Linked DNA regions of Mus musculus: regions 2, 3, 4, 5, 6 and 7 are each linked to region 1. A link is a contact called in public Hi-C, HiChIP or PLAC-seq and capture Hi-C data. All regions are on one chromosome and are shown on one strand. The core of a region is the stretch at or near the end of the contact, and the rest is flanking DNA. Distances in the headings are between cores, read along the strand shown. Region 1 overlaps Lpp (LIM domain containing preferred translocation partner in lipoma). Region 2 has its middle 51 kb from the start of A230028O05Rik. Region 3 overlaps Gm31814 (a long non-coding RNA gene). Region 4 has its middle 23 kb from the start of Gm32126. Region 5 has its middle 35 kb from the start of A230028O05Rik. Region 6 overlaps Lpp (LIM domain containing preferred translocation partner in lipoma). Region 7 has its middle 17 kb from the start of A230028O05Rik.

What was found. A called contact is a pair of places that touch in the nucleus more often than the background predicts. HiChIP or PLAC-seq counts read pairs in DNA pulled down with a chosen protein or histone mark. Capture Hi-C pulls out chosen DNA fragments and counts their contacts.
Region 2: a Hi-C map of bone marrow-derived macrophages shows a contact between it and region 1, with 24 read pairs. The contact joins two enhancer-like sites. A contact is called at or near these places in 2 of 484 Hi-C or Micro-C datasets (both in bone marrow-derived macrophages) and 1 of 115 datasets of contacts at active chromatin or transcription factors (bone marrow-derived macrophages).
Region 3: a BATF HiChIP or PLAC-seq map of CD8 T cells shows a contact between it and region 1, with 7 read pairs. The contact joins two enhancer-like sites. A contact is called at or near these places in 1 of 484 Hi-C or Micro-C datasets (large pre-B cells) and 2 of 115 datasets of contacts at active chromatin or transcription factors (CD8 T cells and bone marrow-derived macrophages).
Region 4: a contact with region 1 is called in a capture Hi-C map of bone marrow-derived macrophages, with 12 times the contacts expected there. The contact joins two enhancer-like sites. A contact is called at or near these places in 4 of 484 Hi-C or Micro-C datasets (LSK cells, bone marrow-derived dendritic cells and bone marrow-derived macrophages), 3 of 115 datasets of contacts at active chromatin or transcription factors (bone marrow-derived macrophages and microglia) and 1 of 9 other capture datasets (bone marrow-derived macrophages).
Region 5: a Hi-C map of bone marrow-derived macrophages shows a contact between it and region 1, with 25 read pairs. The contact joins two enhancer-like sites. A contact is called at or near these places in 2 of 484 Hi-C or Micro-C datasets (both in bone marrow-derived macrophages) and 3 of 115 datasets of contacts at active chromatin or transcription factors (bone marrow-derived macrophages, embryonic stem cells and microglia).
Region 6: a Hi-C map of bone marrow-derived macrophages shows a contact between it and region 1, with 25 read pairs. The contact joins two enhancer-like sites. A contact is called at or near these places in 3 of 484 Hi-C or Micro-C datasets (bone marrow-derived macrophages and liver) and 4 of 115 datasets of contacts at active chromatin or transcription factors (CD8 T cells, bone marrow-derived macrophages and memory CD8 T cells).
Region 7: a contact with region 1 is called in a Hi-C map of bone marrow-derived macrophages, with 46 read pairs. The contact joins two enhancer-like sites. A contact is called at or near these places in 1 of 39 promoter capture datasets (the C10 cell line), 6 of 484 Hi-C or Micro-C datasets (the 3T3-L1 cell line, LSK cells, bone marrow-derived dendritic cells and 3 more), 11 of 115 datasets of contacts at active chromatin or transcription factors (the 230-238 cell line, acute myeloid leukemia, bone marrow-derived dendritic cells and 7 more) and 1 of 9 other capture datasets (bone marrow-derived macrophages).

Annotation. Positions count from the first base shown.
Region 1 is chr16:24,628,251-24,630,950 of GRCm38.p6, forward strand. All of the region lies in intron 5 of Lpp (LIM domain containing preferred translocation partner in lipoma), which reads left to right. Among named protein-coding and RNA genes, the nearest start is that of Mir28a, 200 kb to the right of the region's middle. Within about 2 kb of position 1,266, at least 111 of the 459 cell types and tissues checked have an H3K27ac peak or open chromatin away from gene starts, as enhancers often do. A contact at or near this core is called in CD8 T cells, bone marrow-derived macrophages, memory CD8 T cells and 1 more, where this site is marked.
Region 2 is chr16:25,006,867-25,009,566 of GRCm38.p6, forward strand. No RefSeq gene overlaps it. Among named protein-coding and RNA genes, the nearest start is that of A230028O05Rik, 51 kb to the right of the region's middle. Within about 2 kb of position 1,420, at least 6 of the 459 cell types and tissues checked have an H3K27ac peak or open chromatin away from gene starts, as enhancers often do. A contact at or near this core is called in bone marrow-derived macrophages, where this site is marked.
Region 3 is chr16:24,258,443-24,261,142 of GRCm38.p6, forward strand. All of the region lies in intron 1 of Gm31814 (a long non-coding RNA gene), which reads right to left. Among named protein-coding and RNA genes, the nearest start is that of Gm31814, 3.4 kb to the right of the region's middle. Within about 2 kb of position 1,334, at least 9 of the 459 cell types and tissues checked have an H3K27ac peak or open chromatin away from gene starts, as enhancers often do.
Region 4 is chr16:24,134,843-24,137,542 of GRCm38.p6, forward strand. No RefSeq gene overlaps it. Among named protein-coding and RNA genes, the nearest start is that of Gm32126, 23 kb to the right of the region's middle. Within about 2 kb of position 1,264, at least 77 of the 459 cell types and tissues checked have an H3K27ac peak or open chromatin away from gene starts, as enhancers often do. A contact at or near this core is called in bone marrow-derived macrophages, where this site is marked.
Region 5 is chr16:25,023,378-25,026,077 of GRCm38.p6, forward strand. No RefSeq gene overlaps it. Among named protein-coding and RNA genes, the nearest start is that of A230028O05Rik, 35 kb to the right of the region's middle. Within about 2 kb of position 1,429, at least 40 of the 459 cell types and tissues checked have an H3K27ac peak or open chromatin away from gene starts, as enhancers often do. A contact at or near this core is called in bone marrow-derived macrophages and microglia, where this site is marked.
Region 6 is chr16:24,976,688-24,979,387 of GRCm38.p6, forward strand. Lpp (LIM domain containing preferred translocation partner in lipoma) reads left to right here. Exons shown (of 13, transcript NM_178665.5): 12 at 513-633; 13 at 2,506-2,700. The coding sequence ends at 2,634. Among named protein-coding and RNA genes, the nearest start is that of Gm52245, 37 kb to the left of the region's middle. Within about 2 kb of position 1,329, at least 40 of the 459 cell types and tissues checked have an H3K27ac peak or open chromatin away from gene starts, as enhancers often do. A contact at or near this core is called in CD8 T cells, bone marrow-derived macrophages and memory CD8 T cells, where this site is marked.
Region 7 is chr16:25,041,109-25,043,808 of GRCm38.p6, forward strand. No RefSeq gene overlaps it. Among named protein-coding and RNA genes, the nearest start is that of A230028O05Rik, 17 kb to the right of the region's middle. Within about 2 kb of position 1,358, at least 137 of the 459 cell types and tissues checked have an H3K27ac peak or open chromatin away from gene starts, as enhancers often do. A contact at or near this core is called in bone marrow-derived macrophages and microglia, where this site is marked.

The sequences.
Region 1 (2,700 bases), core at 16-2,515:
ACTGGAGGAGGTAGAGATGGTTGCACAGATTTTTCTCCTAGCCATACCCACTGATCTTGAACAATGGACACATGAGTTCAGGTGTAGTCTACTGACAGTTCCTGGTATATTATCCTGTGTGGGGCTGGGAGTGTATAGCTCAGTAGTAGAAGGTTTGCCAAACAACTGTTAAGGTGGTGGGTTCAAATCCTACCCTGCATAAATAAACCAAAGGAAAACCACACTACTTGTGTTCTTGTGTCTCACATAGTTTCATTGTGATATGTGATGGATCCTAAGTGAGGACATAGACAAAGGGTAGCTGAACGCATGTCCTTACAGTTGCTTCTGTCCCTGTGACAAACTGAGCCTCTCCTTCTTGTCATCACTGTTTTAATAATAGTAACATGACCTATAGTAAAGATTTTTTAGTATTAACCATGTTCTAGATATCATTCCTGATCCTCCTCTCTCAGTTGTCACGTTAATTTTAAGAAATTGTTTTGTTAGTGTCTTTCACTTGATGCTGATCTACCCTTGTCATGGCCACAGTGCTTTCTTCCCGATATGAGGCAAGGAAAGACAGGAGCCAGAGTGGAGTCTTGTAGGTGTCCATGTTCATGAGAGTCAACACAGTTCTGATCCTGAGGCTGAGATCAGAACTAGTGTTTGAGCTGTCATTGTGGAATCCTCCAGAAGCAGGATGAAAAGAGTTGCTATGGCAGGCAGCAGAGACTGGACTTCATTAGGGCTGTGACTTTCTCATCAGCTATTTGGTTCTTGAAGACAGGAGTCTGGCACACAGTTGGTATACATTGTTAATTTCAGGCTCAAAGGAACAAGTGGATGTTTGACTATTTCAAGAGAGTCTACTTAATTCTTCAGAAATTTTGTTCATCTGTAATCAGCCTAGAGTTTTCATGGAATTTCTGCTAATACAAAATCTTGTGTGATATTAAAACAGAGCTCTGGAACTGTGAAGATGTTAACACATTTCAAAATGTGTTGGTTTGATTTATTGTTTTCTTGTTCTGATAAAGATAGGGGACTACTCTTCTCTGTTTAGTGATTAAGTCACCCGCCACCTTTTTCTATTTTGGTCTTTGTGGTAATACATGTTTCCTGGAAAATTCCCCCCCCCCCCCCGTTCTATTAATACAGTAAAAGGGGGTTACGGCCGTGACTCACCCCAGGAAATCAGCCTTCGTTTGCTTCCTCAATCTCACAAACAGTGCAGTCCCCATGCACAAAATCAACAACTTCTGCAAATGGGTTACTTTATAGTTCTTAAGAAAGTTCTAGAAAATACAGTATTTGTGGTCGACTGTGTGCTTCCTGTGATGGTGGGGATTGTACAAAAGTTCAGGTTTTGCTTCTCAGTGTTCGTGAAATCCTTGCCACGCTAGATCAGTGATATGGTCTCTGGTAGGAGTTCTCTGACCTGCTGATGTTGAGCAAACATTCCAGGAACACATCCTTGCACAGTTACAGCTCAGGGCAGGGGCTTCAGCAGTTACTGTCTGGGGGTCAGAATTTCAGTGCACATGAGGTGTGTGCCAGCTTAGAGTCCCACTGTCACCCCTCTGCTCACTCGGCAATGACTGGATGGGGCCATCCACACATTAATTCTCTCCATGTGTCTTGGCGTCTCTGAGGTTTTGCTCAGTTCTCCTCATGAACTTGGGACCTGCTCTAAGGAAGCTTCCATTCCCATGACTGTGACTGCTATTACACAGTTACCTGTCATGTCCAAGGACTTCAGACTGTGAGCTCATCCTAAGGATGTCTAGCCTCAGCTGATGTGGATCAAGGCTGCGTAGAGTAAGCTTAGTCATTTTAATTCCATACGTTGTTCAACCCCAATTTTGTCTAGAAATTCATTCTTTTAAAAACAGAAATGGAGTTTAACCATGTGTTTTCTGTAGGATTTGTATTTTCCACTTTGCCTTATAATTTATATTCTTCCTTAGCTGATTTTTTAGGTATCTGACTGTGAATTTTTTCTGAATTATAAATGTCTTCCTTTTGACATTACTCTTCACTGCCTTTCTATTTTCCTGGTACAGTATGGGATAAATAGTAGCTGTTCACTGTTTGAGAAATGCTAACTATGTGGTTATTTGACCAGTGAGTGAACTTCTCTGGATCTCTGGTGTAGGAAAGGGTAGAGGAACAGTTCCTGCTTATTTTGAAGGCTAGGTATTATATTTAAAAACTCTTTTAATAGTGCCTGGTACTTAGTAAGCACTTACTAAATGTTATCATAAATAAATGATCTTTCTGCTACTTATAAAGTAGCCACATAGCATTTCCTTCTAGGATTTTCTTCCAGTCTTTTATGATGGATAAAGAAGAGCCATACAGTCTAGGAGTTCCTGTCAGCTTTCTTTATATAGGAAACCAGATGTAAATATGCTGTTTCAGTTACATACATCTCATATTTTTATATGATTGCTGACAAAACATTAAGTAAGAATTATGCTATCATATTCCCTAGATATCAATTCATGCTCTCATTAAAGTCAGACATTTATCTGGTACTGCTGACTGCTGTTCTTACCCGCAGTAATGTTAAGTACTGTCACCATTTAATGGTCTTGCCTGACCTTTGGGCATTAGTGCCAATCCTTTCTTCATTCTGTCCATGAAAACAACAACTTAGACATCCCATTCCTTCCTCCCTGTGTCTTCTTCTAGCTTAGAAACCTTTGTTTAATAGAG
Region 2 (2,700 bases), core at 170-2,669, 380 kb after region 1:
AAACAAAAATGTGAATTGAGGGAACTATGAATATCCTTTTAAAAATGGAGAAGATACTAATGGAGAAAAATCATAAAACAACACTAAAATGCATTAAAGTCACAAGAGCCTCTGTGCATCATGTTCAAACACAGGCAAATACTATCACAATAGTATAGTTTTAACTACAGGATCCATAGACTTAGTGAAATTCTGATATGAGCCTCACAAGAAGGTTCCATGAGCTTTAACAAGCTAATTCTGAAACTGCCATGAGGAATAATTTTCATTGTCAAATGAGACTTTCTATAAAGCTATAGTCATTAAGAGAGAGCATTGCTTGTATTAAAACAGACAAATAAAAAAATTTAAAAAAAAAAAAAACAAAACAGACAAATGTAGGGAGGGGCCACAACTGATAATTTTGAACTATTGTCATCTGTCTCTGGTAATCTGAAAAATCACAGAACTTATTGCTGGACACTGGTAAGATAGGTACTGAGAGTGTCTATGTGGGAACAAACATAACCAATGCTTCATGTGTTTATACAAATCTAAGACTTAGAGTAAAAATCATTATGACCTGCAGGTTACAAACAATTTCTTAAATAAAATACAAATTGCAAAAGCTGTAAATAAAAGAATGTATGTTTAAGTTCTATTAATGGTAAGGAGTTTAGTTAATGAAGAGTCAGTAACTTCTGGGAAAGAGCTCTTTGCTAGACATAAAACTGACAGAAAATTAATAAATTCCTAAGGCAAAGAAAATCAATAAAGTAGTAGCCACAAGGACTTTGTCGGAGATGCAGCATACATCAACAATTGAGAGGTGGGCTGGGGTGGGGGGAGCAGGGGGGGGGTGGAGTTAGTTTTAGAGAAATGAAAGTTAAAGCTAATAAGAATTGTAGAAATCAGGAAGGACTTGAGGGGTAAGTTGGATCCACATGTGTTATCTGCAGGTAAAATAATAAAATATTTAACAAAAATAAAGCAAAATAAAGAAACAAAAGCTAAAATTGCTATTTTATTGTAACTAGATTCAGAGGGAAACAAGTTCATCCCAGCATTTGGGGGCTTTATTCTGTCTTTGTTTGTTTCTTGTGAATGTTTATTTATTGGGATTCTGTCTGGTTCAACATTATGTGGGCTTTGTGTGTGCTGTCACAGTTTCTTTGTCATCAGTCCTGTTTTATCTGGAAGACAGTTTCCTTGGCGACATCCACCAACACAGGCTCTTAACAGTCTTGCAGCCTCCTCTTCTGCACAGATCTCTGAGGGGAGGAGCTTGATGAAAACGTGCCATTTAGAATTGGGTGCTCCCTTTTAGAGTTGAGTGCTCCAAAGGCTCTCATTTCACATTGCCCAGCTGTAGGTCTCTATAATATTTAACATCCACTGAAAGAAGAAGTTCTCTGCTGAGGGTTGAGTAATACAATGATCTATGGGTATAACAATATGTCATTAGGAGTCATTTTATTTTTATGTTCACCCAACAGAAGAGCAGTAATAGGTTTTCCCCTGTGAATTTTCTATCCTCAGGTTCTTAGATACTTTAGCAGTGTCAGGTACAGATTACACACATGGTGTGAGCCTTAAATCAAATTTTTTAAGCGGCTGGTTACTCTGGTGGTTTGAATGAGAATAGCTGCTATAGACTCCTAGGTTTGAATACTTGGTCCCTAGTTAGTAGAAAAGTTTGTGAAGGATTAGGAGGTGTGGCTTTGCTGGAAGAGGTAAGTCGCTTGGCTTTGGAGATTCTACGGGCTCAGTGGCACTCCCAGTTTGATTGCTTGTCTCCTACTTGTGGATGAAAATAAGAGATCTTGTTTGTTTCTGCCACCATACCTCTCCTCTGCCATCCTGAACAGTAACACTCTAAAACCATTTAATTAATCCCAAGCAAACACATTGTTTTATAAGTTTACCCGTTGCTGGTATGTTGTCATAGAAATAAAGTAACTAAAACTTCACAGCAATAAAAAAGTAACTATGATCGCTATCTCCTTAACATTTGTGGCACTGTAGCAACAGTGCAGGTCACTGTTGTCACAGAGTTTATAAACTAGGCAAGAATGGTAATGACTTTTGACCTCTTGTAGATTGTATCTTCCAGCAGAATGAATGCTAGTCAGTAGGGGGAAATTTTTCAATTGAGTACCAGCTTGATTTCTCCATGTTCTGTGACATTAAAAATGGTGATCTTTCCATCAGCTTGTGGAAGATAACTAATTCTATAATGTTTTAGGAGGGCGTCTATGGGACTCCTTTGGCCAATGATTCAAAAACGAAATAAATTTCTGGCTTGGGGGTTTGATTTTGTTTGTTTGTATGTTTGTTGGTTTGTTTTATAGCATAAGATATTTAGTTGGGGTATTGTCTCCCCTCCAATATGCTAGCTCTATTTAAAACTCCTTCCATGTATGGATATACTTTAGGAAGCTTTGGTAATAGTGAGCTTCCATACAACTTTTCAAAAGACCTTTAGTGTTCGTTATCTCTCCCCAAACGCCCTGCTCTCCCTAGCCCTCTCGTTCCACTCCATTTATTCTTCTTGTTTCGATTTCCTCATTATATCACTGTGTTATAGTTCTCCTTCCTCTGTCCCCTCTTCCTTCTCCCTCCTTCTCCCTCCTGGTCCTGAGTGAAGTAACCTAGATCCAGAAAGAGAAACACTATATGTTTCCTCTTATACGGGGATGTTAGTGTTTAAGCTTTAAATAT
Region 3 (2,700 bases), core at 84-2,583, 370 kb before region 1:
CATGACTCCAACCTGCAGCCCAAGTGGATTTTGAGGTGATGACTACTGGTTCTGACTGTTGTGGTGGTCACACAAATCTACACCTGACCAACCCCCCCCCCCTTCTGGTGTTCCAAGACAGGGTTTCTCGGTGTAGTCCTGACTGTCCCAGAACTCACTCAGTAGGCCAGGCTAGCCTCCAAATCAGAGCTCCACGTGACCAGGCTCCTGAGTGCTGGGATTAAAGTGGACATGTACTTCTACAGCCCCGCCTTCTCTAGGCAGGCTTTTCCTATGTGGCCTCATACTGATAGACTCACTCTGGATGACCCATTCTAATTTTACAGAACTAACTTTCAATGTAATTACATCTGTGTCTGCCTATCAAATTTAATGGTTGGCTCTTGCTACATTGACTTGCTATAAAACATGTATCAAAAGTTAAATATGGTTGGCACTAGGGTTGAATATGACTGTTAGTATTAGATATAATATGATTATCATTCTTCTGGGTAAATAGCTACATAAATCTTTAAACTTCAAAGATGGCCTTGCCGGACCAGAGATTTTCATTCAGGATTTTGTTTGTTTGTTTGTTTGTTTGTTTTTGTTTTATTTTGGGGGGGGGTCTCTCCTTTTTTTTTCTCCTTCCCAATGTCTTTAGGCCCTTCCAGATCTGTCTCAAGTATGTTTTAAAAGTCTTGATAAATTTGTCAAGATATCCTTCAGAAAAAAATGGTGTCAAATTTCATTGCCAGAAGTCAGGGAGTGCCCAGCTCCCCGTAGCCTGTCTCTTTAGTCATATTATACTGTGACCATTAGAATTTCAGCTTCCTCAAAATCCTTCTCCATACATGCATGGGGAATGATCTTTGAAAGCTAAAATAACTCTCAAGATCCTGTATGTAAGCTTTAATATACAAGCTGGCCACAGTATGTATATTTGCTTATTGGTTAAAACAAATATCCCATATTTTTCTTAGGCATTAGGTTTTCCTATTTAAAGTTAAAACTCTTTTGAGTTACTGATTTTTCAAGCAATAATCATTAACTCACCACTGAAGCTGTGATCTCCAAATATTTTTAATCAACACAGAAAAACAAAAACAAATAGTCATAACAAGACTTTTTTCATTTTATATTTTTATATTATAGTTTTATATTTTATATGTATATAACTCTCTAATCTAGGCCTTAAGAGATAATAAATGTTGGCATCGCTTATATTTCTGGCTAAAAGGTAAGCATGAATAGAAATTCTAGAATTTTCTGCCCACTCTCCAAAAGTTAGTGTTTTGTGTCACATCAATGAAGAAATGCTTTGTAGATTTGTCTCAAGGGAGGTTCTGTTTAGTACACGGTACCACAGTTGCTGCCTTCATGAGTTCATAGGCCACCTAGGAAAGTGGCAAGAGGGCATCTACACTGGAGGTGTGATAGCTGACAGGGAGAGATTGCTCCCAAAGAGGGAAGACTTAGTCTGAGGACACAGAGGCCCTGCAAGATTATGATAAATTCTAAAAAATGTTGACTTCTGCTCCCTGAGGAAGCCTTTCTCTCTCCCCTGCTCCTCACAGATGCAGCAACCTCACAGGATGTCGGCACAGAGAGGCCGGCTGGGGGACAATCTGTACACCTGCAGTGTGTGACTGTTGGTGGGTTTTTCTTTTGTCTTTTTTTTTTCCTGTTTGTTTAATGTATATATTTTTGCCTTTGGGACATAGTGACACACATTTCTGCTTCAGCAAATGCAATGCCATAGCAAAGGGAAAGACACTCCTTTAGTACAGAAGGCTGAACCTTAGCAAGTTGCTGTCTAATGATCCTTTATTGATTTCTGCTTTGGTGGTGGTGGTGGTGGTGGTGGTGGTGGTGGTGGTAGTGGTTATGGTAGTCTCACTACCTGGCTTGAAATGCCCTATGTAAACCATGTTGGCCTTGAACTCACAGAGATGGCCCTGCCTTTGTTTACTGATTGCTAAAGGCAGACACTACCACAGCAGACGTTTGTTACCTTTAATTATAAGAATTACCCATTCCAGAGAATGACAAGTAAACTTCCAAGACCTTTGACCTTTCCCTGAGTCTAAGGTACCCAGTAAGATCTGGATTGCCTGCCTGCCTGTTTGTCTGTCTGTCTGTTTGTACCATAGAATTTTCTCTTAGTAAAGAAGGTGGCCATGGCCATGCCCATTGCAGAAGAATTGTTCAGTTCCAGGTCAGTGAGACCCACAGTCTGAGATCTCATCTCACCAGACCGCCAAAGGCAGGTAGGATAAGTTATAGGTGTTTGTGTAAATATTTTGTATAGATAAATGAATATACATTAGAAAACTTTAACACCTTATCTATATAGGTTATCACTATAAAAACATATTGATGCTGTTCATGAATGTGTATTTTTTTTCCTCCTGCCTTTGGGAAATAGGCAGGAGGGAAACTACTTCTCTTTAGACATAGGGTGTTACCCCCCTACTTTAGCCTTTTATTCATTGTGTAAAAGATCAGGCTTGGTTTTCTTGTTCTGTGTTACCTTATTCAAGATAACTTTTTCTAGTTCTATCCATTTACATCTGATAGAAGACTAATATCCAAAATATATAACTAAACAGAAAACAACCTTAGGTATCAAGAAAACAAACCCAATTAAAAACTGGGGTACAGATCTAAACATAATTCTCAAAAGAGAAAACTCAAATGGCTGAGAAATGTTTAAAGAAG
Region 4 (2,700 bases), core at 14-2,513, 490 kb before region 1:
CTCTTGCAGACAGCCCATTCTTGTATAGATAGTAATTAATATTTGCATAATGCTTTAGAGTTTACAGTGTCCCTTTTTATTTACATGAAATCATCAAACCCCTACAATAACCTTCTGAGATGGTTATTATTAACACAGTTTTACATATGAAGACACTAAAGCTCCGAGGAGTGAAATGGTTTGTCCGAGGTCACCCAGCTGGTAAGGGCGAGACCACAATGCAAAACTCGGAACTCACACTATGCTCAGTTCTAACTAATGAATCTGTACTTGGCTCACTTCACTAGATGTGTTAGTTACCTTTTGGCAAATACTCAAATGTTGACTTGGATCTCAGACATGTTTTGGGAGAAAATGAATTTATAAGTTTCTTAGTACTTTGTAGTATACAGAATGACTTGTGACACCTAACCATCATCTCTATGATCATCATCATCTCACCATTATCACTACCACCACCACCACCATCTGTTCTGGAGACCAAGAAAATTCAATAGGTGAAAACTCTACTTCTTTTTATAATATTGTGCCTGCTGTGTTGTAGTTCTTAGGAACAATGATGTTATAACATATCTCGGGGATCTATGGTTTATTGGTCACTGTTGACATAGCCAAACTCCTGTGCCCTCGCAGATAAACAAGGTGGCTCACTGTTTGGTGAAGCAGGAGTCCTTAGTCACATAACTTCATAGTGATGCTTGCTACCATTTTATTCCCTTGTAGAAACCTACCACTTGCTAGGTATATCAAGTCCAACTACTTGGATGAAGAGGGAGGAATTAAGGTGGACAAAATGAAGGACAGTGGGGACAGTAGGCTGGGGTCAAGTCGTGTGTGCCCTTTTTCAGGTGGAACTCCACTTCACCACCCCTCCTCCTCTTCAGCGCACCCCTTCCACCTTTTTTTTTTTTTTTTTTTTTTTTTAGAATAGCCACCAACATCTGTAATTTGCAACCTCAAAACAAAACTAGAGGTTCACTGGGAGGACTAGCCAAGCTGGCCTCCACATGTGGCGGAGCAGTCAGCCGGCCCCCACTTCATTTGAGTGAGACCGCCAAAAGCCTTCACGTGGCGCCTTGGCCACAGAAGTATAATTAGCAAGTGCTCCCTGCCCCTCACAATGGCCACCTTCACTGGGCCAGGCAAAGGTGACAGATGGCAGGCAGGTGCATTCAAATGGCCTTGGTTTGACCAAGGGAAATGAAGTACTAAAACCTAACTCAGTCCCACAATGAGTCAGAATGGGGGTGGGGAAGGCTCTCAAAGTCCTCTGGCCCCTGTTCTTAGGAGAGCCTGTTGCTTCTGGTTGTTGCCTTAGGACTCATGGTTCTAGAGCTCTATTCCTATGAGACAGCCACTAAATTGTTTTTGGCCCTTACTAACAATTCTTCTTGCTTTCAAACTCAGCTGTTTAAGTGTACAGGTTCCGGCCATCTAAAACTGTCCCTAGCCTCGATAACCCTTGCTTCTGCATATTCAGACCCCACCAGTACTTCATGTTCCAATTAAGCTCTTCTTAGAAGCCTTTCCCTAGCCCAGTGAGGTGGCACATGCTGGCAGTTCTTATCTTTGGAAGACCAAGGTGAGAGGATGGCTGTTAGCTAAGGACCAGGCTGGTCTATGGAGTGAGACCTTACCTAAAGCACAGCAACAAAAAGAAGCCCCTAGCTAAACTGAGCAATTCCTAGCTCCCTAGGCACCCTCTTACCCTTTCCCTCTCGGTTCTAATGTATAGCAATTTGAAAATGAAAATAGTTTCTCACCTAAATGTTGAGTGCCCTGCTAAGCACTTTCACACTTGTTGGTTTAATTTGCTGTGTCACTCCCTGACATTAGACCAAAAAAAAAAAAAAAAAAAAAAAAAAAAAAGCCCGGAAGACAGAGACAGTGATTCATTGCTCTGTCCCCTGCCAAAGCAGAAGTGTGTTCTCCATAAATTGTCCCTGGGTTAACAATTTCAGAAAACTATTTGAAAAAAAAAATCTTAGACTGGTAAAGAATTTAAAGTTAGCCAGGACTGGTCGTAGCCAGGAGTGGTCTCCCTTGGCTTCTACTCTGCTTCACTGGGCTCAGGATACCCTGCACATACTCCATACACCAGTGCAGCCCTTTCTGTGACTCCTCTATGGTCTCTGGGGACCTCCTCGTTGCCAAATCAAACTACCTTTTTGCAGTCTTCCTCATTCTCAGATCCGCAGTAGTATTTTCATTTTAAAAGAAAATTAACTGCTTCATCAATTCTTTTCAGTGATCTGGGGACCAAATCCAGGGACTTATTCTTGCTATGCAAGCACCCAACCACCTCAAACTCATAGCACTTTAAAAAAATCTCTCCTGGACCCCCACTGCCCATCTCCTGATGTGAGCACATCCCTATGAGATTCTTCAAAAATCCACTTTGAGTTTCTGTCTGTATCTCCTTCCTAAATACGCTTCGAAGCCTGGTGTGTCCCAAATCTCTGCCTCTGGCTCCTAGTTCCCTCCCATACAGTACCACCGCCTTCCCAAACACCAACTACAGCTCCAGGACAGTGCTTCCTGCTGGCATCTTAAAGCCTGCTCAAAGGGCAGTTCTCTTTTCTATTCCTTCCTCCCTGTTGCTGAATCTGGTCTTGGTAATTCCTGTCTGGCCTTGATTAGGGGCTTTGCATGGACTCCAGTGAGGAAGTTCAGAAGCACTCTTTCAAGACTGGATTGCCA
Region 5 (2,700 bases), core at 179-2,678, 400 kb after region 1:
ACTTGGATCACTTTTGGCAAAGCACCAGCAATGCCTGGTCCAGTGATTCTCAACCTCTGGGTCAAGAAGGGGTTGTCTATCAGATATACCGCACATCAGATATTTACATTAGGATTCATAACAGTAGCAAGATTATAGTTATGAAGTAGCAACAAAAATAATTTTATGGTTGTAGGTCACCTTAACCTGAGAAACTGTATGGAAAGGTTGAGAACCACTGGTCTACTGTGTGGATATGGATTCTATAATCTCTTCCTGGAGATCATAGAAATGGAAAAATCTATACAGGAGGACATTATACATGTAATTAAACAAGTTATAAATTCATACCTGCCTAGCTGCCTGGGGAAGTTCTTGTCAATGGTTTTCATATCATACACTATAAATGACTGCAATTTGACCAACTCTGGAAAGAAATTCAGAGGAAACTCTGCTTTACTTGAAAATGTTCAGATATAGTAACCTTATAGGGCTGGTAAGCTTTCATTTCATAGTCTCACATCACACGCATATTGAGTTTTGTCGCATTCAACCACTAGAGATACTTGTCAGACATCCAGTGTGGCAAAAGATGCCCACACTAAAGACTCATTTACCCAGAGAACAACCAAGTAAACAAACCTTACCAAAGTCGGTAACCCAGTGAGAAGCCATGCTGGGTTTTATAGATTTTGTTTTATATTAAAGAAGATTTAATTTTCCATGGGGTCTGTGGCCGTGCCCTCAATCTCAACCTGACACATGTTTTTTTTTTTTTTTTTGTTTTTTTTTTTTTTTTTTTTTTTTTTTTTTTCTCTCTGTAACAATTGTGTAGGAGTTAAGGCTCAGGGACAAAACCAAATGCTACTCCTCTTGATGCAGTGCGTGACAATGCTAAGAGAGGAAGATAGCACCTTCAACTTAGTTCAACTGTGTCTTCTGTGTCAGACTCAAGCTTAGTACATCAAATGGTAGCTAAGGGTTTTCCCCTTCCTACTATAAAATCAGTGGCCACACTGACAACATAAAATCTCATCTGGGAAAAGACCAAGAGATCCAACTGTTGAGTTTCTGTGGGCAGCAGCGATGCTTTGGAAGCATCTCTTGCTAAGAGAACCAAGCTCCCTTATCTTTACTGCCAACGTCTTCCTGACACGACTCCCTATCCCATTAAATCCTAAACTCACATCTCTAAAAAGTTGTACTTCCCCTCTGACTTACAATTTCAACCCATTTGTTCCAGTTGCATCCTCTGATGCCACACAGGGAAAAAAAAAAAAAAAGTCCACAAATCTGTCCCCTTCTTATCATGGCACCTCTTTGCTTTGAACATTGTGAACTCCCTTAGTTAACTTTATATTGCTGTGGCAAAATGTTCTGAACAGAAGCAGCTCAGAGAGGAAAGGGTTTGTCTAGCTAGCGTACCCTTCCAACGTCACAGTCTGTGGTTGAGAGGCTAGGAACTCAAGTAGGAAATGAAACAGAAACCATGGAGGAATATTGCTTACTGGCACATTCGTTTTCTCTCTCTCTGTCTCTGTTTCACTGTCTCTGTCTCTGTCTCTGTCTCTGTCTCTGTCTCTCTCTCTCTCTCTCTCTCTCTCTCCCACCTCTCTTCCCCTTTCCTCTTCCCTCCTCCCGGCCACTCAGCTTCAGCCGGGAAGACATAACATAACATAACATAACATAACATAACATATGTTTTGCTGGACAAAACATAATTGGCTTTCCTAGGGTTGGTCCCAAATCCCTTATATGGCACCTATAAGGTGAGTAGGCTTTCAAAAGTCTTTCTAATTCCTAATAGGCTAATGTATGTGGGGGTTTCTACTCCCATAGCACAGTTGTAGGATGAATGGAAGGTAAATGGCTTCAGCAGGCTTTCTTCCATAGCCCAGTCACACCTGCCTAAGAATGGCACAACCCACAGTGGGCTGGCCACTCTACCATGAATTAGCAATTAAGAAAATGCCTCCCAGACACACCCTCTAGTCAGTCCAATCCAAGCAATTGGGACTCCTTCAGATAACTCTGGACAGCATCAAGTTAACAGCTGAAACTGAGTAGAAAATAAATATTGTCTTAAAAACAAAAGTATATTCCTTTCATTTTGTTTCTACAGTATCCTTGGCAGTTTAAACATTTACCTTCCATTCATCCTATAATTGTGCTACAGGAGTAGAAACCCCCACATACATTAGCCCATTAGGAATTAGAAAGACTTTTGAAAGCCTACTCACCTTATAGGTGCCATATAAGGGATTTGGGACCAACCCTAGGAAAGCCAATTATGTTTTGTCCAATTTCTCAGTATTGTGGAGCCTGGCAAGCCCTGTATATGTAATGCTGATCAGCTGATATCATTTTACAAGGTTGAAATTAAGCCATAGGTTCTTTGCCAGGCTACTACCTGGTCCTGTGTGGTCATTTAAACAATCACTATTATACAAATAAAACATGAAGACTATACAGAACATACACACACACACACACACACACACACACACACACACAAAGAGCATGGGTGTACTAGCATGTCTTTGGTATGGGAAGGTACTCTTCTTGGTACCAACAGAGACTACATATTGGTTGTATATATCAGTCTGTTGAATCCTGCTGTTTAAGATTGTAGTCTATTGTCAGGCAGTGGTGGTGCACACCTTTAGTCCTAGCACTCAGGAGGCAGAGGCAGAGGCAGGCGGATTTCTGAGTTCAAGGCCA
Region 6 (2,700 bases), core at 79-2,578, 350 kb after region 1:
CATATCTCAATTCACACCTTCACAAATGATATATATGCAAATGTGTGTTTGAGGTTTCCTGTGGTCAAGAATTCAAGACACATTTTAACGAAAGAGGCTGTAGAGATTAATAATGTTAGGTTATTTGTCTATGGCAGAATGAAGGAATACTAATAGAAGCAAGTCAGAGGGTAGCCAGGGCCTACCAAGACCTTTCTCATCCATGTTTAGGCAGGACCTTGTTTCCTGTGTTCAGCTAGCTCATGCCCATGGAATAGTCCTGTGCACAGGATTGCTGCATCCTACATGCTGCCTGCTAATGCGTTCCCTGGTGTTCTCTGTACAAGGCAGATCCATCCTCTTCCCTGACAGAGAGCACTACACACCATCTGGGGAGGCCTCTGCTGCCTCAGTCTCTTTCGGTCAAGGTCACACAGGAAATACAGCACAGGTGTCAGCCTTTGAGTCTTTCTGTTTCCTTCTGTACCCTTCTCCTGTACTTGACATCTCACCAGAATTCTTTCTATTTTCAGGAAATTTGCCCCGCGCTGTTCTGTGTGCAAGGAACCTATCATGCCAGCCCCAGGCCAGGAGGAGACTGTCCGCATTGTGGCTCTGGACCGTGATTTCCATGTGCACTGCTATCGCTGTGAGGTCTGTGGCATCCCCAAGTCAGAGCAATCATAAAACCTGGAGATTATGGTGCCTAACAAAGACCTTAACACTCACAGTTTCTAGCTCTGACACAGGCTGTTAATAATACACTTACGTCACTCAATTTACCCCACTCTTCATAGCCACGGCCCTCTCCCTGTATATATTAAATGCTTCTATTTCTTATTCCTCCAGATAAGACTTTGAGACCTAAACAGAAAATTATGTCACAGAATATTGTAAACTATTAAGCTAGTGGAAAGGCTATGATGATGATGGTGGTGGTGGTGGTGGTGGTGGTGGTGGTGGTGGTGGTACAGGTACATCTAAGAGCTAATTAACCAGTCACTCCAGCCAAACTGAAGTGACCCCTACATTCAGAGAGAGACCCCATCCTAAAACATAACAAGGAGAGGATGACAGGGAAGACATCAGACATTGTCAAAATCTGACCCTTGTGTATGTGTAACGCACATGCACACACACACATACATACACATCCACACACACACACACAGAGGGAGGGAGGAAGGGAGGGAGAGGGTGAAGGAGAAAGAGAAGATGTAAAACTGTGTCTTCTATGAATCATGTTCTTTAGAATATTTTTTTGGTTTGATTCCATTACTCACTTCCTGAAGAAATCTCAAAGTATCATATATCACTGGTTCTTTTTGGCAAAGCCACACTTCCTGTGGATCATAATGGTGTCTGCTGTGGCACTTTGGGTCAGCCTTGTTTATACCCTGAGTTTATTGTCAGCTCTAGGCCTGGCTTCATTCATCTCTTTGCCACTCTCAGAGAGCAGAGGGTAACTCTGCAGCAGCCATGGCCTGTGACAGCTTCTGTCAACGTGAGCAAGGCACACCGTGCTAAATGTGACTCTGATTATTTTCCAAGCAGACTCCCATTTCTTCTAAAGGCAAGGGCTGGCTTCCAGTGCTACCTAACACCTTACAGAACAGGCAGTCACAGTTAGCAACAGCAGCACCATATTTCACATGAATGTGACTCTTTGCATTTTGCTCATTCATGTCCATTATGTGCCTTGACCATCCCAAAAGCTCAGTAGGGGAGAAAATGCCTGAATTATTTCCAGAGTAGTATTCATTCTTGTGTGCAGCCTTCACAGACCGTGCCAAACCTCACAATGGCACCCAGGGAGCTCATCTCCTGGTCTCCCATAAATTCCTCTTCACCATGCTATCCCTTTTGGAAAATGTTACCAATTATCAGTCTTCCCAGCTCTTGAAATTTTATGTCCTTGCTACTATTGCAGTAAATATGCAAAAGCCACTGGTAGCCTTTCTACATGACAGAAATCACTTTCCTTTTATTTAAATAGCTATAAACTTCTATTCTTGTTCCTGTCCATTCTTCTGAAGAAATCCTAAAACTGAGTACAGAGGGTAGGCTGGGGGAGGGGATGCTTTTTTTTTTCTTCACTGTTGTTTAGGAGAGAAAGCTACCCCGGGAGCTGAGATCTGTAGGCATTTTCTTCTTTGTACTATGTTTTGTATTTGGTGATTAGAAGAGTCATTTTACACTATTTGTATTGTTTTGTTTTGAGACAGGGTCTTCCTATCTAGTCTTTCCTGGCTAGAATTTTCTATGTAGACTAGACTGGCCTTGAACTCATAGAGGTCCACTTGCCTCTGCTTCCTGAGTTCTAGGATTAAAGGTATGTGCCACTACTCCTGGCTACCATTGCATTTATGTTGTTAATCTCTAATTTAGTTTCATTCACAATCTGCTACTACTTGTACTAGTGTTGGGGTACAATGTCCCCATTATGAAAGCCTCTTAAGAGGCTCGGGGAAAGTGGGTTTATCCCTGTAGTTCAGTTCACTTACATCACTGTCTTCATTTCCTTAGGACTGTGGTGGTCTTCTGTCCGAAGGAGACAACCAAGGCTGCTACCCCTTGGATGGACACATTCTCTGTAAGACCTGCAACTCGGCTCGCATCAGGGTCTTGACGGCCAAGGCAAGCACTGACCTGTAGAGTCAATAGCCAGCTCAGCTGCCGAGTGCATGCCAGCAAGAAGAGCGCAACACAAGAAAAAGATAA
Region 7 (2,700 bases), core at 108-2,607, 410 kb after region 1:
GATTGTTCTGCTGCCGGAAGCAAGACTGATTTCGACAACAGATGTTTTAGCGATCTCCGGAATCATTTTCCGCCGAGGTATTCCACATTGCCTTCAGCTGAGACTTGGTCAAGGAAAGCTATGCATACAAACTACCTGAATGGAGGAGCCTTGTCTTTAAGCAGGCCTAGAAGGAGGAAGCGACTCGCTGGTGACCACAGAGAGGGAAGACCAGGGACTTGCACCCTTGACTCCCACACCAGCACCCCACACAGGTTTAGTAGTTTCAGCCAACTCTTTCCTGTCAGAAAGACGCACTCTATCGACAGGGGAATTGTGCAAGGGCAAAAGAAATCAGTTTCTCTGGTGTGCCAACTTCCCAAGCTTGTGAAATTCCTGGATTTGTGGATTGGGGAACTGAGAGACATGCCATGTGGAGTCGGCAATGGGCAAGTAGGCCTATCTGAGATGTACTGAGACTGGCAGCAGAAGGGCTTATTTAGGGAACAAAAATAAAATTATATATGATACTCTACCTCAGGTGGGTATGTTAGCTATGTGGGGTTTTTTGTATTATTATTGTTGTGTTTTAATTTTTTTTTTTTTTTTTTTTTTTTTTTTGGCCAGACGGTGGCCAACAGACTTCCAGAATATTCCTTGTTCAAGCACGTAGGAAATCCCTGCCTGTGTTGGTCTTGGGGAGGGAAGTTTGGCTATGAGCAATTTTTCCTGAAAAATCAAAACAGCTCTTCCAAGTGGGCCCTGCTTCCAGGGGCAGTGTGAAGCTGGGCATGCTTCCCTGTGCCTGAGTGTGAGCATGAAGGTATCCGGAGGAGGGAAGGGTGTCTGAAGGTCAGGCTGCTGGGAATCCAAACCTCCAAGCCTGATTTACAGCCCTGGGCCTCAGGTCTCCTCCCACTCAGCCCACAAAATCCCCCAATTTTCTTCTCTGTGAGCCAGCACTCTTCAGAGCTGGGAAATGAGATCTAAGCAGTGGCTTTTTTCTGGGCTTACGTACGCTATGGATTCTTCCCTGAGATGGTGGCAGAGAGGAAGGGAAGTGGTTCTTGAAAGTGTGGGCAGAACACTGGGGTGAGTCAGAAAACAGCAGCCAGCCTGCAACAGGCTGGAGACCATCCAGCCTCACGCTCTCCTTGGCTCCCTTTCTTTTTGATTTCCTCTCTTATTGTGACTTTCAAATAAAATCTTATAGGGAAACCCAACATACTAAACTTAACAACAGAACTGCTCCAAGCTACAGAGGATCAAGGATCAAGTTCTGCTTCTTTGTTCTTTCCCCGAGCATCTGCCAGGATGGAGCCTGTGTGTTCCCTGCCTGGATCTCTTGGCTTCATGGAACACAGCTGCATAGCTCTGCTGTGATCCAACACCAACATGTAAGACATGGGATGATTGATGCTCAGGAAGGTGGTGAGTCTCACTTAAAGTCACACAGGGAACTAGGGGGCCAGTTGGTGCACCTAGAGACCCCTGGCTTTCCTCTTCCTCCTCCTCTTCCTCCTCCCCTCCCTCCTCCTCTTCCTCCTTCTCCTTCTTCCTCTCTTTTTCTTCTTCCTCCTCCTCTCCCTCCTCTTCCTCTTCTTCTTCTAGTCGTCTGTATGGGATGCCATGTGGGCTCTGTAAAGACCTTAGGTTAAGCAATGAGTAAACCTCATTTTCAGTAAGGAAAAAGTCAGTGCTTCGAATTTCTAGGTTTATAGCTCCAAGAAATCAGCTCCTTCAGTCTGGCTGTTAGCCCAACTTCCATACCCCCAGGGAGTGGTTCTTCTCTTCAAACTTGGAGCCAGCAGTCCCCTTTCACTTCCTTGCACATATCATTTCTCCTGGGCTGGGCTTCTGCCTCCTTGTTGCTATAAAGTGAAACGAGAATGCATTTCTTTTTCTTTACCCTAGCAGGACTCGACCTGCCTCTGAGCCTGGCTCAGGTATGAAGATGTGCACCTACTCCTAGCTTTGTAAGCCAAGCTCTGCCTGAATCCCTATCCACTTGTTCCCAACTATGCTGACCACAAACGCTCTGCTTAGCACCCAGGACTTCACTAGCATGTTTCTCACACAGACTACCATCTCCATCTTTTGGCTACCCTTAACATTCCCCTGACAAGCCTTTCATGTCTACAAGTGTTTGAAGCAGTAGTGTGGAGATGGGAGGGGCTGGCTGCACTTGGCTGTTTCAGGCTCTCCAGTCTTTGTATTACAGCTATTCTAAGCCAATCCCACAGCCCTACGGAGCTGTGGTTTCCAACTGTGAGCTCCTAAACTCTGTGTCAGAAGAGCATCGCAGCGAAGATGTTCATCCAGTTCAGCAGAGGTCAGATGAGACTCTCAGGTTTGTTCTCATAGACTATAGCTGTCTAGTCAAGCCCAGTCATGCCACTGAGCTGAATCTTTTCCCTTTCCCTAAATGTTACAAGATCCATGGATTTTCTTTTCCCCCTCCCTCACCAAACCACTACTTACCCAGAATGCTCCAGGGCATCTCAAACTCTGAGACTTAAAAATCTATGCCTGATCGCTTTCTCTCCCTTTGTCTCTCTGTCTCTCTCTCTGTCTCTCTGTCTCTGTCTCTATTTTCCTGTCCCAAGACTATGGCTGTCACCCTGCTGACAGACAAATACAGTTCTAGAAAACTATTTTAGATATTCTCATCTGCCCTGCTGTGTCCAGCTGCCCCCTCAGAATACAGGTGTCAGAATTAGA